Regions from separate parts of the Callithrix jacchus genome. Here region 1 is linked to region 2. The links are chromatin contacts, called in public Hi-C maps. All regions are on one chromosome and are shown on one strand. The core of a region is the stretch at or near the end of the contact, and the rest is flanking DNA. Distances in the headings are between cores, read along the strand shown.

The links. Hi-C and Micro-C count contacts between places; a contact is called where the count stands out from the background.
Region 1: a Hi-C map of induced pluripotent stem cells shows a contact between it and region 2, with 2.1 times the contacts expected there. The contact joins two enhancer-like sites. A contact is called at or near these places in 2 of 3 Hi-C or Micro-C datasets (induced pluripotent stem cells and skeletal muscle).

What each region holds. Positions count from the first base shown.
Region 1 is chr4:144,199,161-144,203,398 of calJac240_pri, forward strand. No RefSeq gene overlaps it. Among named protein-coding and RNA genes, the nearest start is that of OLIG3, 79 kb to the right of the region's middle. Within about 2 kb of position 2,476, at least 3 of the 16 cell types and tissues checked have an H3K27ac peak or open chromatin away from gene starts, as enhancers often do.
Region 2 is chr4:144,045,044-144,049,040 of calJac240_pri, forward strand. No RefSeq gene overlaps it. Among named protein-coding and RNA genes, the nearest start is that of IFNGR1, 48 kb to the left of the region's middle. Within about 2 kb of position 2,113, at least 3 of the 16 cell types and tissues checked have an H3K27ac peak or open chromatin away from gene starts, as enhancers often do.

The DNA of each region.
Region 1 (4,238 bases), core at 1,226-3,725, 150 kb after region 2:
AGCCAGGCTTCCACACTGGCTCCAAAAAGGAGGCAAGAAAACAACCAGAGGACCGAGGCAGGAGAGGAAAAGTCTTCAGAATATTCTGGTGCCCATTGGGGTGATCTACAAAGGACTTTTTCATTCATCTTTAGCAAAGTTTAATGCGTCCTGTAATCTCCATATTTAGCATGCATGTTTAAAGTTTTGCCTTTTATAAAAGCGTTCCCTTCTAAGGTATTTGTTTACCTTCCCAATGTCTGTTAACATACTTGAGTAATGATGACCCTAAAATGAAAAAAAAACCCAAACAAACTTTTCTGCATCCTCTACCTCTTTTGTTCTTTTCTTTTTTTAATAGGTCTCAAAAAGTAAAGAAGCCCATTCTCCAGATGACTAAAACAGATTTCATGTTTGTTATTATCCTTTATTATTTTTCTTCTAAACATTTAATTCAACATTATATAGTCATGAACAGCAGTTTTCATTATCTGTTCATACTGGTGAACGTAAAAGGTAAGAGAAATTCATGTGTTTAGACCTGAGTCTCTACTGAGTTGTCGCTTTGTCCTAAGGATGACGATTGCTAAGAAATTGGATTCTAAAATGTATTTTGACATGCTATCAATGTTCAGATCTGTTTATAACCATATGAAACAATTAAATTAAAACATTTATTATGAAACTCCGAGAAAACCTCTCTCAAATTTCATCTGACAACAAAAGCTTTAACTTTTGGCACCCCAAAGGTTAGTTTCTGCTTCTTCCATTGTTGGCCCTAGTGATTTCTTCTGTAATATGTATACTGACTTTGCAGCCTGGCAACAGCTCCAGGGACTGAGAGGGGCTAGAAAACTATAGCCCCTTGTTAGCTGCAGTCCAAACTTCAAAGGCTTTGAGAACACTGAGCAGACAGGTTTCAGCAGCGGATAAAGCAGCCATGCAAACAAAAGGCAGCTCCCCTCTCACCGAGGTGTCTCCTGATCCAGGGTGATTTTCAGCCCACTTTTTTCTTTTATTTGTGATGAAACTTCTGGCAATGAGAGACTCATTCTGCCCATGGTTGTGTGCCCCTTGATTCGGCATCAGAGGGAGAGATGGGCATTTATGGCACCATAAATCAAGGGATAAACCATACATGAGCAGCTGGCACATGTGCTAATAACTATAATTATTAATCATGTCAATTTCACACCCTTCAAATTTATGCTATGTGCTTTCTGTAGGAAAGCCATCCCTGGCGCCTTGAGCTGTTTATGGTATGAAAATATGATGTGCTGATGGTCTTTGATAATTGTCTTATGACAGTATTGATCGGCCTACAATTGGGTTTGTGGGGCATCGAAGCCCTGCAAAGTGGTTGTCCTTGTCTCCTGGTATATATCATTGTCACACATCCCCCATTGTTAGTGAGTGGCGTGAATTACTTTCAGCATTTGGCCAAGTCTCTAGCTGCTAGGTCACCATTATTCTATCCTTATGTCACTGCGAGGACATTTACTTTGATGTTTCCTTTGTACCTCTTCAAAGGCAAAAAATCCTTTAACTTCAGGACGGTAGCCTGCAGCACAGTTTCAAAAAGAAAAGACACTACAGGTTTGGGGTGAGCAGAGGCCGAAAAATATGGAAAAATGTGCTCCCCCAAAGAAGGGCCATTTTTTACTTTCCCTTGTCAAAGCTTGTCTATATCCGAGGAGGGGTGGAAACAGGGAACTGGAGACACCAACCAGTTGCCAAGTCTTGTGTTCAGTAGCCCTTTCCAGGACACCCCAAAGTTGCTGCCACACACCAAATTATGCAAATGATTCTGCTTGTGGCACAGATGGTCAAGCTAAGAAATCAGACTGGCCCAGAGCAAGCAGGTACCAGTGGCCAAAGTGGCCCTTTTAACTCCAAGCAATTCATTCATTCGAAACCATAATGTCTCTTAAAGACAAACCCCTTCAAGACCAAGAGCAGAGCAGCACCTTGCTGGTTAATCTGCATGTTCATTTGCCCTTGCAGCCAATCGCCTGGGAGAGGCCAGGAGAGAGCAGAGTGCATGGGACTCTGCCCACTTGTTGGGAACACTGCACGGCCCTCACTGGGCAGTGTCAAAATCGCTCCTGCTGTCTCTACAGCTGCTCTGTTCCAATGACCCCCGGAAGGTTCTGGGGATTGTTAGAAGAGATTTCTATTAATCAACTACAAACCGACTGTTACAATTTCACACTTTTTTTCCCATCATTTCACACATTTAATGAATTTGGGTGTCTTTTACATTCAAAACATTTACAATCAGGCCAAAAAGAAAAAAAAAAAAACCTTTTTCAACACAATAGGCAGCAGCAAGACAGCAAACGCCACTTCAAGGCAGTTCCTGAAACTGGCCCTTTAGCTGAGAGTGGCCATGCTTGTGGGGGGTGGGGGAGAGCGGCTTTCTAACACTGTTACCAGGCAGCGGCCCTGGCAGCATTTTACTAAATCCTCAACAAGAAAACACGCAATTTGTCTGACGTTTCAGTTTGTTTGTTGTTACTAGAGTTATATCAGGGAGTTCTTTTCTATGCCAGACTGGACTTCAGATTTCAATCTTGCCCAACTCAAAAGCAAACGCATGGGAAACACGAACCTCGCCCCGGTGAGAGCAGCCTGAGAGAGCCAGCATTCATCGAGGACAGGGCTTCAGGTTGGCTTAGGAGAGTGAGGATCAGCCGAATTCCTCACGCTCCTCATTCAGACTTCCCCTGGCTATCAGCCGACAGGAGATCTCACATCCAAGGTTCGCAAAGACTCAGAACCTTCCCCAACAAGAAACGTCACTTACAGCATGTTTGCTTCTTCATCTCTAAGCTCAAAGTGGCCCATTCCTCTATAGCAAATCAAACTTTTTGCCTACTTTGGTGCCGAGAAAGCCCAGATTACCAACCAAGATTTTGGTTTTCTCTGAGGGCTGTGGGGCCGGGATTGTTCTCTAGCAACCCCTGCTGGTTGACAATAAATGCCAGAAACGGACCCAGAAACGTTAGTTCATCCCCACGTTGGAGGGAAGTAAAAAATGTCAGCTTGAGGGAGAGCAGGCAGCACCTGAACAGGTCGGTGATTTAGTGTGGGCTTATCCTAAATTAGCAAGAAAAGCAGGGTTGGATTTGATTCATATCAACATTTGGAGTGATGAAAACAATAATCTGTCAATCTGTGGAAATCTATACTGTATTCCATAGCAGTCATTATTGATGATAGACTACTGAATATTTAAAGTTTGCTGATTTTCTCTTCCCTCATTTGTATATTCTTTCTATTTTTAAAATTTGGCTTCTCTTCAGGGCCATATTATTACTTTGGTGGCCCGTTTGTAGGCAAAACCATATCCCACCATAACGATCAAAACATATTATTACATAATTTTAAATATGTCAACACTTTTTTCTCTTTTAGATAAGATGTAATAGATTGTTGTGGGTCCTTAAAAGTGTCGTGGGCACCTTGCCTTGGGGCCCAGTAGAGAAGGCAACTCTGCTCTCTTAAATGTTCCCCAAAGGGGCCTGGAATACTTTTCTTCTTCAAGTTGCCTTTGGGTTTAAATGTGTAGTCATTAGCTAAGATACTGGTCCTAACGTATCTTTACATACATAATGCTGCTTACTGGCAAGGAGGCTGCTGAGAGGCCAGTTGCTGGTTTTGTGCACAGCTGGGTTTTGTCTTGCTTCTTGAAGAGCTAGACCTAATTTGCTGAGTGCATTTCACATACCTGGAGATATCTGGACAAGCTGCAGACATATCTCGCACCCATGCCCATACGTCACCAACTTATATCCATCCATTCATTTGTTCAGAAAAAAACAAAAACTCCTACTTTATCTTTCTAAAATTTCCCCCAATTAAATCGCCATGTTTAGGACTTAAGAAACAAACCCAGGATTTTAATTTCTTGGGAAATTCTTCCAGAGGCAAATCAAGAAAGCAGCCTCTCTAGTTACCTGAGTTGCTGATGTTCTGGGAGGAGGGTGATACAGTTGAAGGGAAAGCCTGTAAAGTGAGTGCACTCCCAAAAGCCTGGATGAGATGTTCTCGTTCCCATTTAGCAAAAGCAGGCTAAGAGGCTGTGACGGCAGAACTATTTTGTCCCTAGAAATGAGACATCCAAATTCAACAGGACTTTTTTTTTTTTTTTGTCCTTTTGAGGATGGCTCTCTCTGACAAGAAATAGCGGAGAAAAGCACAGCTCCCTTCAGCTGTCTCCTTCTGTGGGTTTTCCCATACGAAACTATGCCCGGCCT
Region 2 (3,997 bases), core at 863-3,362:
TCTGCCCTCGTGAATGGATTAATGGTTATCAGAGTAGTGGGTTAGTTACTGAAGGAGTGGACTCCAGGATAAGTTTGACCTCCATTTTCTCCCTGTTTCATGTGTTCACCTGCCTTTCTGCTTTCCACCATGATATGATGCAACAGGAAGACCCTCACCAGCTGGCTAAGCAGATGCTACACCATGCCTTTGGACTTCCTAGCCTCCAAAGCTGTGAGCCAAATAAATCTCCTTCATGTATAAATTACCTAGTCTGTGGTATTCTGTTATAACAGCAGAAAATAGACTAAGACAAGATTAAATCTTCATGACCTTAGGCTAATCAATGATTTGTTAACTATGACAATCATATATCAGATAAGAGACTTTAATCCAGAATATATAAAGAACTCTTATAACGTAACAATGAAAAGATAAATAACACAATTTTAAAAGGGCAAAAGCATTTGAATGGACATTTCTCCAAAGAAGATATATAAATGGCCAATGAGCACATGAAAAGATGCTCAACATCTTTTCGTCATTAGGGAAATGCAAATCAAAACCACACTCACTAGGATAGCTATAGTAATACAGAAAGGAACAACAGCAAGTGGTGAGGATGTGAAGAAATTGGAATCCTCATATATTGTTGGTGGGTACGTAAAGAATGCAACCACCATGGAAAGCAGTTTGACAGCTTCTCATCAGATTAAACATGGTGGTACCATTGGAGCCAGCAATTCTACTCTTAGCTATATATGTCCAAGAGAGATGGAAACTTAAGTCCACACAAAAATTTATACATCCATTTTCATGGCAGCATCATTCAAAATGGTCAAATATTTGAAACAACCCAAATGTTCATCATTTGACAAATGAATCAACAAAATGAGATATATCTACACAATGAAATAGGATTTGGCAACAGAAGGAAGAATGAAGTCGTGACATAGGCTACATCATGGGTGATCCTTTTAAATACTAAATTAAAAAATCATAAAAGATTACATATTGCATGATTTTATTTATAGGAAATGTCTAGAGTAGGCAAATCTATGAAGACAGAAACTACATTCATGGGTGCCTAGGGCCAAGGAGGGGAGAGAGAATGGGCAGTGACTGCTGCTGGGTTTTTGGAGGAGGAGTGGTGATGAAAATATTCTAAATTTATATTATAGAGATGTTTGCACAAATATATTAATATATTTTAAAACATTGAATCGTGTATGTTAAATAATTAAATTTTATGGTGTGTGGCATATCTCAAGAAAGATTTTTTTTTAATATTTCAAGAAAATAGGCATACGTACAAATTATGCTACTAGTTCACTTTCCAGAATCCCATAAATTAAAACTCCTATGACTTGTAAATTTTCTTTTTTTTTTTTTTGAGACGGAGTTTCGCTCTTGTTACCCAGGCTGGAGTGTAATGGTGCGATCTCGGCTCAGCACAACCTCCGCCTCCTGGGTTCAGGCAATTCTCCTGCTTCAGCCACCCGAGTAGCTGGGACTATAGGCACGCGCCACCATGCCCAGCTAATTTTTTGTATTTTTAGTAGAGATGGGGTTTCACCATGGATGGTCTCGATCTCCACCCGCCTCGGCCTCCCAAAGTGCTGGGATTACAGGCGTGAGCTACCGCGCCCGGCCGACTTGTAAACTTTCTAGATCCTATGCCAGATGATCATAAGCCTATTCTTAACTAGGAATTTCCTGGACACATGTCAGGGGAAAAAACCCTTGGCTGAGTGGGGAGCTTTAGAAACCCGGAGAGGCAAGTACTGTCTTTTAATAAACAAAACTGGGGGAGGAATTAATTACTGGTTCAGAAGTACAGGCTTTTTGCTAGACAGAAATATCTAAAGCTTAATACTTAGTAAAGTAAATTGAGAACAGAGATTTTTTTTCATAGTGGAAACCTTGTTAGGGTTCCAAGGCTTGCAGGAGATAGCACCAGAGCATGCGGGTATTTGGCAGATACTGAGAGTCTGCTATTTGCCAGAAGGTGTTAGACGCTGGAAAGAAATGTTTAAAAGGCGGAGTCCCTTCCCTAAGGGAGCTTATGGTCCTGGGAAGAGACACAAATGCATTTCACATCACAGGTTAAGTGCTACGGGGAGAGTATGCAAAGAAACTGAGGGACAGAGAAGACAGTTGGCCACCCTGGCTGGGAGACCAGAGATGCCCCCTCAGAGGAGTTTCTAGGAGAGGATCAGGGCTGAGGCATGTGTGGGACTTCAAAGCACAGCTGTCCAGGATGCGCACTCAGAAAGAAGAAAACCTCAGGGAACAAGGAGAGCCAATGTCTGAAAAACCACACAAAAGGCTATTTGTTATCCTGTTTGTTTCTTTAAGGAAGGAACTATGCAAGAGGTGACATATTAGAGCTTGAGAAGGAAATGCATTTGACTGAGTGCAATTTCTTTCCTAGTAAGTGCAGTCTCCAAAGACTGCCAAAAATATAGAGGAGAAGCAAAGAGAGTCTTCATCTTTTCTTTTTTTCATCTCTTCACATCAGGTAAATGAAACCAAAATTCATCATCATAGGAGCAGCACTTCTTTTTTTAACCTCACACAAATGTTTACATTTTCTTTAAAAACGATTTATTTCAAATACACATAAATGGGGAGAGAAGTGTGATAAAACCCCACATTCCTTCTGTCTGAGTCTGTTTTGTGTTGCTATGAAGGCGTACCTGTGGCTGGGTGATTTGTAAAGAAAGAGGTTCAGTGAGATCATGTTCTGCAGGCGGTGCAAGGAGCCTGGTGCAGGCATCTGCTCTGCTTCTGGTGAGGGCTTTTGTGCTGCATCAAAAGATGGCGCAGAAGGTCACATGGCAGGCAGGCAGGTGCAAAGAGGGATCAAACCTGAGGAACCTCCTGGCTTTAGAACAACCCTCTCCCTTGGGAACTAACTAATCCATCCCCTCAAAGCCAATTCAGTCTCAGGACAGCACGAGAACTTACTCACTACCCTGGGAACAGCACCAAACCAATCATAAGGGCTCTACTCCATGACCCAAACTCTTCCCACTACATCCCACAGCCCAGCATCACCTGAGGATCAAATTTTAAAATAATACTTGGTGGGAGACATACAAGTCATGTCCAATGCATAGCAGCAGGCACCCAGCTTTAAAAATAATCAAGATTTTGCCCACTTGAATCACCTGTTTGCCCCCTTTTTCGTTGAAGAATTTTAAAGCAAGTCCCAGGCAAAATGGCATTTCCCACCTAGTATTTCAATGTGTCCCTAAAAGAGGGAAATATAACCAGTTACCTCTATCACACCTAAATTCAATACAATAATTCATTAATATCTAATTCCTAGTTCGTATTCAAAGTTCACTGACTGTTTAGTAGGCATCTTTTTAACATGATTTTTTCCAAGTCAAGATCCAAATGAGACTCACATGTTCCATTCAGTTGTCGCATCCCCTTGTCTTCTTACATCTGCAGCAAGCCCCTCTCCCATCTTCTTTTCCCGTGCCATTGACTTTCGGAAAAAAACTGATATAATTGTTCCATAGATTATTCCACATTCTAGGTTTGTCTGATTATGTCCTCATGATGACAGTGTCGTTTAGCTGGCTCTTCTTCCCCCATCTTGCGCCTAAACTAGAAGTTAGTACTAAAAGCTAACTTATCACCTTAATTTATTTAATGAAATTCAGGGTCAATTTTTGGCAAAAGTAAGTTCAGTGAACTCATATTGTGTGACATCAAGAAGCACTTAATGTCCTATTTTGATTGAGTCTAAAATTGGTCACTGGGTTCAGGTGACAGCCTGATCTCTTCATTAGCAAGTTGCATTTCCCACCTTTAGAACTATAAAATAAACCATGGCTTTTACTTTAACATGCTGTAAATTTCCGTGACTCCATCAAACTGCCATTTAATGGTTTCAGAACTTGTGGTTTGTCGTCAGAATCAATTATTTCACTAGGAGTTGCTGAATGGCTATTTTCTAATTATATCATTCTTTTTAGATTTATTATCTGGGATTCTTCTGTAA